Linked DNA regions of Anser cygnoides: region 1 is linked to region 2. Evidence: chromatin contacts called from public Hi-C data. All regions are on one chromosome and are shown on one strand. Each heading gives the region's core, a stretch centred on a gene start, on an enhancer-like site or on the middle of the called end of the contact. The rest is flanking DNA. Distances are from core to core; before and after follow the strand shown.

Region 1 (3,250 bases), core at 513-3,012, 250 kb after region 2:
TTCAACAAACTTAAAATATTGTTTTATATGTAGCACTAGTAAAGATTTTGAACTCGTCAATTCACAACAAAGAAAAATTATTTGACCTCACTTAGAGCTATTAGCTACAAAAAAACAGCAGACTAATACTTAAATTGACCAACTTTGGACTTTAGTATTTTTATTTTTCCTCTTTGAAATGTCTCCAATCACTGATCGCAAATATTGGCAGACAGGGTAAAAGATGTCAAGAGCAATTAAACAAGCATTCCAAATCCAAGGAATTTTAGGTAATCAAGCATTTTGGTTAATCATCATCCCCTGATAGCTATAAATAGAAGACAGCATGTACATGACACACATTAGTATTTACTGAAGTCCCTGAGCCTGCTAGGAAACAATTTCTGATTTTCTCTAGAGTAGATTAGGCATAGTAGACACATATGGTGGTGCTGCCTACAGCTCCTGACAACTACTTTCTTCAAGGAACAACCTGTAATGATCATTTTCAGCAAAGGCTACACAGATTAAAGCTGGGGGAAAGGCAAAAACATATTTTCCTGTGGTAAAACATATTTTCCTGGGGTATAGCAGAATAATGGTCATTACAGCTGAAATACACCATGACCCAGAGCAGATTAGACTCATTATTTTATGGTAGCTGCCCATTTTAAGTGTGATAGATACTTTAAGCGGATTATGTGTTGATTGAGGGTATGATTCACTCCCTTTTGTGTGCACCTATCGAAAACTGAGCATTTGTGCCTCCTGTGGGTGGCAGTTGCAGTGTCTGACACTGGCCAGGGTAAATCCCGGGGTGTGACAGGGCCTCCCAGCTCCTAGGGAGCTCCTGGGTTTTGGAGCTCCAAGGTCTTTAATGCTCCAAGCGCATCGCGTTCCCCGAGGGTCTGGCCATTGGAGCAGCCACCAACATGCTGCTCCTCACAGCTCTGTGCAATGTGCTGCTGACATGGTGACCTAGGATTTCACAGAATCACAGAATGCTCTTAGACACATGGTTTAATTCTTAGGTTGCCCTGTGCGGAGCCAGGATTTGGACTCTCTGATCCTTGTGGGTCCCTTCCAACTCAGGATATTCTACAATTCCATGATTATCCCCCTCTACTCAGCGTAGAAACAGGCCACGAAAGCAAAAAACTTTTAAAATAACTCACTCTTCTGAGGTACTTAAATGAGAGGCGTTCAGGTAAGAGCACACTGCTGAAAAAGAACTGAAGGAATTTAAGGATCTAGCCCAATTTCCAAATCACTAGGACTGAACTCGTGAAGGGTTTAGGACCCCAGGGAACTGAGGGGAAAGAAAGCCCTAAGGTTTCTAGACAGGAATTTAAAAAATATATAAACAAAGAAGAAGCAAGCAAGCGTAGGATTATTTATTGATCCATATTAATTCCATACCAGAAGAGCCACCAGAATATATTTATTTTAAAAAAAAATTTACAAGCACCAGGGACACAGCAGCTGCCCCTTAAGGATCAGCTAACACATTTTGTCGAGTGCGAGCGCGAAGCTACAGCTCTGCCTTCTCTTTTGACCTAGCAGCTGCCGGCGGCGCCCGGGACGAAGGGAAGGAGAGAAGCACGGCTCTGACAGGGCCCAGCCCCGCCTCCCCCGCCATGAAACGCCGGCCTCAGCCCCCGCGCGCCTCCCTCCTCATTGGCCGCGCTCGCACAGGCTCCAAGAAGCCGCGCTGCGAGTGGCCCAGCCGCCCCGCGGTCGCTGGGGCAACCGCCCCTCCCGCGGCTCCCATTGGCCGGGAGGCTCACGGAGCCCGGGCAACCGCACGGCTCGGCGGCGCGGCGGGGCCGGGAAGAGGGGGGGGGGGGAGGGGGGCGCCGCGGGTGCCGGGCCCGGGCGCGGAGCCTGGCAGCGGCGGGAGATGGCGGCGCCCGTCAGCACGAAGGCGGCCTGGAAGCTGCGTGAGTGCCCGCCGCTCCCACCCGGACCCGCGCCCTGCCGCGGTCGCGGCGGCCCCGGGCTCCCCTGCCGAGGGCGCGGCGGCCGCCCCCGGAGCCCGGGCCGCAGCCGCGGGTGCTGTGCGGCTCCGTCCCCTGAGGCTGCGCTGTCAGCGAGGGGCGGCGAGCACCCGCCGCTCTGCGCCCGGTGCCTTCCCTCGGGAGGGGCGGTGACGCTCAGCGCCTCGCCGCCCCGGTGCTCGGTGGTGTCACGGGGGCTGCCAGGGGCTGGTCAGAAGCTGCGGGAGCAGGCGGTCCTGCAGACACCTTCGCTCCGGGCCGGGGGTTTGGGGCCTGGGGTTCGGCTAGCAGGGAATGGTGTTGTCAGCTGGCAACGGATGGAGCTGAGATAATTAACTTCGCAGTTTCTTGTGTTTTCTGTGTTACCTTCCTCTTCCTGAGGCTCTAGAGTTGTAGGAAAAACTACTAAGAGGTCGGTTGGTCTCAAATATCCATCATCTTTAAGTGGGCAGAAGTTCTTGATACTTCGTTTTGCTCGGCTCTGTCCTGTCTGAGCATTGTCCTTAGAGAGAAGGGTTCTGGGCGTTAGAAGCGTTTCGGTGATGCTCATTAGGAGCTGATCGTTGAGCTGGTGGGTGACATCAGCCGGGGGTGAGCACGCTGTGAAAACACGCTGTGGGTTTCGGGAACTGGCACTTCACTGGGGGCAAGGGTGTTGCTGTCTGGCCAAGGCTGGAGCGAGCCTCTAACCTGGCTTTATGAGTAGAGTTCTGTGCTTCGGCAATGACATTTAAACTACCACTATATTATTATGAACAAAATTAAGAGGGGGAGAAAAAATGGAGTTGCTGATGTACTCGTATTAGCGGCAATGTTTAGCATGTATACTTTCAATTTTAACTAGTGAGTTGGGCTGTTAATACCGGTTGTATTATTTGTTGTCATCAGTTCTGTGTGTACATACATACTTTAGCATTGTCATAGGGAAGATTGGTCTTTCAACACAGCACAAGCATATTTTCAGATTTGTTCTCGTTTAATTTACAGTCCATTTACCTTTGTAATTTGAAAGGTATTCCTCCAGCTAAAGTGAAAGTTGCACAGTTTTGCTTTCAAAAAAATGCTCTGGGAGACTGAGATCAAAGTACCTGTAATTATTGTTGCAGCTGTCTAATGTCCTTTCGGGTTAGGGTTGCATTTTAAATTTTCAAGTTGCCCCTCCCACCAAAACAACCTGAACAAAAGTAGAATTGATTACAACCTAACCCTTTTACAAATAAGTTTCGTAACTATTAGGCATGCAAATCCAGTGAACTTTCAAAGAAGAGAACAGT
Region 2 (3,225 bases), core at 593-3,092:
TTGAATTTGCTGGTGAAGTTTGCTGTGTGTAACACAGCTGACTTTGTTTCAATCAAAGTAGCCACCAGCCACTGAGAAAGGCTGCAGTTTATAAGCAAGATATGCTAAATGATATTTGGTATCATTCTCTGCAGAAACTTAAGCAAGTTTGTGCTCTGCACACACCATAATGACAGTCACTTGTCCTGTTGTTAACTGCCTGACCCTCTTGCCAGGCTAACAAGCCCTTATGACTTTTTTTTTTGGAGTAATAGCTGTACCCTTTCAATGAGGTCCAGTTTCAATAAATGCAGTGAAAGCAGTGCAAACTTCTGAGATAGTCACATTAATACTGCTTTGACTGCCAGATTGTACCGGCATAGCCTATGCTGACAAATTACTAATTTATCTCTTATTGATACTAACTTAAACTATGTATTATATGAGAGATTTACACTGATTTTGCAAAGTTTAATTTTTCAAATACTTTTTGAAGGTCAGCATATTTTCTAATAGTAGATAAAATAATTTAAAAAACTTTATAACCTCTAAAGAGAAACTGAAGGAAGTTAAACTGCTTCTCCATTTTTACCTATTTCTACTTGTTTATAATTATTATTTCTTATTTATATTATTTCTCCTTATATCATTTCTCCTTATATTCTTTGATGTGTTCATGCAGTATCTTTACCATTACTGAAAAAAAGGAAAAGGTACTGGGGTGAGAGTGAACAAAATCTGAAAGAACAAAATTTAACTGACTTCAAGAGAGACAACATCAGATCCTTGGGTCCCAGTTTCTGAGTTGCTGACTCCAGCGTTCTTCCTTAAAACCGTGCCGTAGACACTGCTTAACCAGACTGCTCTGCATAACTCTCTGGAGACACCCTGGTTTTCAAAGAAAGTTTCAGTTAAGGATGTAATTCCAAAGACATTTTTCTTTGATAAAGTTATCTTTGCAGATTTTTTCCTGACTCCTGAAGATTACCACTACACTGCGCTGCTAAGAAAGATGAAAAACTGAGAAGGAAGGGGGATAAGATATGTTCAGTAATAAGCTTTAAGTATTTTGCCTTTAAGTGCTAAAAGCCCACATAACTCCGCAGGTTAGGCCTGGGTAGTATCTGTAACCAATATTGGCCATTTCCTTACTTGAGCGCCCAGTACAAACATTTGCAGAACCAGTTGCTCAATGGAAGATTTTGGAGACACGCCGTTTTCCCTGCGAACACCGCACATTTTTGCAGTTCTGAGGTTGACTCCACAGCGGTTTCCCAGCTTCGAGGCCAGCCCTGCCTCTCCCCAAGTCACTGCTGCCCTTACCGGGGCCGGGGCCCAGGGCCATGCCACCTCCCCCTGGGGTCTGGGGTCCCTCCCGACTAAGGAGAGCTCCGGCCTCCCCGGGGCCAGCTCCGCTGCTGTGGGGATGACCCGCGCTGAGGGGCCAGCTCGCTGAGGCGACCCCCGCGCCCGGGAAAGCTCCGTGTGTGTGGGGACACGGCACATGGCGGAACCCCCAGGGGCTGCCGCCTGGCCCGGCGGTGCGGGGAGGCCGGGGGGAAGCGGCGTGAGGCGAGCGGTGCCTTCGAGGCGCCCGGCCAGGCTCCGGCACGCTCCGGAGGAGCGCGGAGAACAGCCGGAGGGGCCGGGGAGGAGCGCGGCGGAGGCGGCGCAGCGGGGCGCGGAGCACCCGTTCCCCCTCAGTCACCGTCCGGCCCCGGACGAGGGGCGCCTCATCCTGCCGGGACAGGGACTGCCAGGTCCCCGCAGGCTGTGAGGGCGGAACGCGAAGAGAACGGCCGTGCCATACCGGGGGTCGCCGTGCCGGGGCCACCCGCTCAGGGAGCGGTGAGGGGCACCGCCGTGAGGCGGGGCAGCTCCTCCCCGCTGCCGGAGGTGGAGCCGGGCGGCGCCGTGGGGCAGCGCCGACATTTCCCGCAGGGTCGCAGATCCCCCACAGCAGCGATTGCCTCAGCAGCAGCAGGAGCAGCAGCAGCAGCAGGAGAGGGACTCGCCTGGAGATGACGGACGCCCTGCCGCCCCGCGGCTGCCAGGCGGCGGAGCCAGCGGAGGACAGCTACTTTCGGAAGGTGAGAGGCAGGCTGTGCCCCAGGGGGCCGGGGCGGCCGCCCCCCTGCGCAACCTTTAACACCCTCAGCACCCTCAGGGCTCAGGCGGGCCGGGGTCCCGGAGGACGCCCACGGGGTCCCTGCTGCCCGCTACAAGCTCTGAGGTGCTCTCGCGCCTTCACAAAACGAGCCAAATTCCACCTGACTTTCTTTTTTTTTTTTTTTTCTCTCTCCCCTTTCCTACATGTTTTTCTGTTCGTTTCTCACTACGTCTCCTCGCTAGCTCTCGGGCTAGCTCTCTTGTGTACCTGTAGGAAAGCTCACTGGAGTGAAGCAGTGAAGTTAACAGGCTCGTTAGGAAGTTTTTAATAAACATCTGCCCTAATTACTCTCCAGACTGACTGGGTGGCTCGTGCCCCGGTTCTTTCGGCCCAGCAGCAGCCCCAGGACGTGAGGCCTTGGGGCATGGGGGGTGTGGGGTCGTTTTTGGTGGCACTTGTGTATTGGAGACCATAAACTGCTTATTCTGTGGGGAAAACAAAACGTAAATGCCGCGCTCCTCTACACACAGACATCCAACCCTGCGCTACGCTGCAGCTGCCGTCTGGATTACACCCCAGGGAGGCACATTTGCTTTGTTCTGCTGCCTCCTTCACAAAACGTTTGGCTTTTGCTCCCAGTAGTCCCTGTATTCATAAGCCTGCAAAGCTTAAGCAAACAGTATTGCCCTTTAGCAGAGGGACTGCTTGCAGATGAAGAGGGCGAAGTTTTACTTGTGCCTGCCATGCTGTGAGGAATCAGTGCTGCCACATAAACAGCTAGGCAGACTGAAGCGAAACTTTGACCAAATCTTGTCTGGTTTCTTCACTTGAGTAATCCTACTATAATATATGGTGAGTAATCACTTAGTAGTCCACAGCAGGAAATCATGAAGTGTGGCAAAGTTGTAATTATTTAGAGTTTTCACAGCTGTACTTTCTAGAGTACTGGATGCTTGCGGGCTGCCTTGGTAGTAGGCATGTTAATAGAACTTGACAAGTTTTTGTTGAAGTTAGTCAAGTTTTTGTTAAGTTAGATACAAATTGTCTTTCCCACTTGTTCTTACTGGTGGGGACAGGCTGCAGTTTAACAGTCACGCTGTGCTTTGTAAGTCATGAGAGGAATATACCTGCTGCAC

What was found. Hi-C and Micro-C count contacts between places; a contact is called where the count stands out from the background.
Region 1: a contact with region 2 is called in a Hi-C map of liver, with 2.4 times the contacts expected there. The contact joins the promoter of KATNB1 here to the promoter of RHPN2 in region 2. A contact is called at or near these places in 2 of 7 Hi-C or Micro-C datasets (both in liver).

What each region holds. Positions count from the first base shown.
Region 1 is chr12:11,453,016-11,456,265 of Taihu_goose_T2T_genome, forward strand. It overlaps KATNB1 (katanin regulatory subunit B1), which reads left to right and starts at 1,763. Exons shown (of 19, transcript XM_067004638.1): 1 at 1,763-1,919. The coding sequence starts at 1,880.
Region 2 is chr12:11,202,902-11,206,126 of Taihu_goose_T2T_genome, forward strand. RHPN2 (rhophilin Rho GTPase binding protein 2) reads left to right here and starts at 1,843. Exons shown (of 15, transcript XM_048068841.2): 1 at 1,843-2,069. The coding sequence starts at 2,001.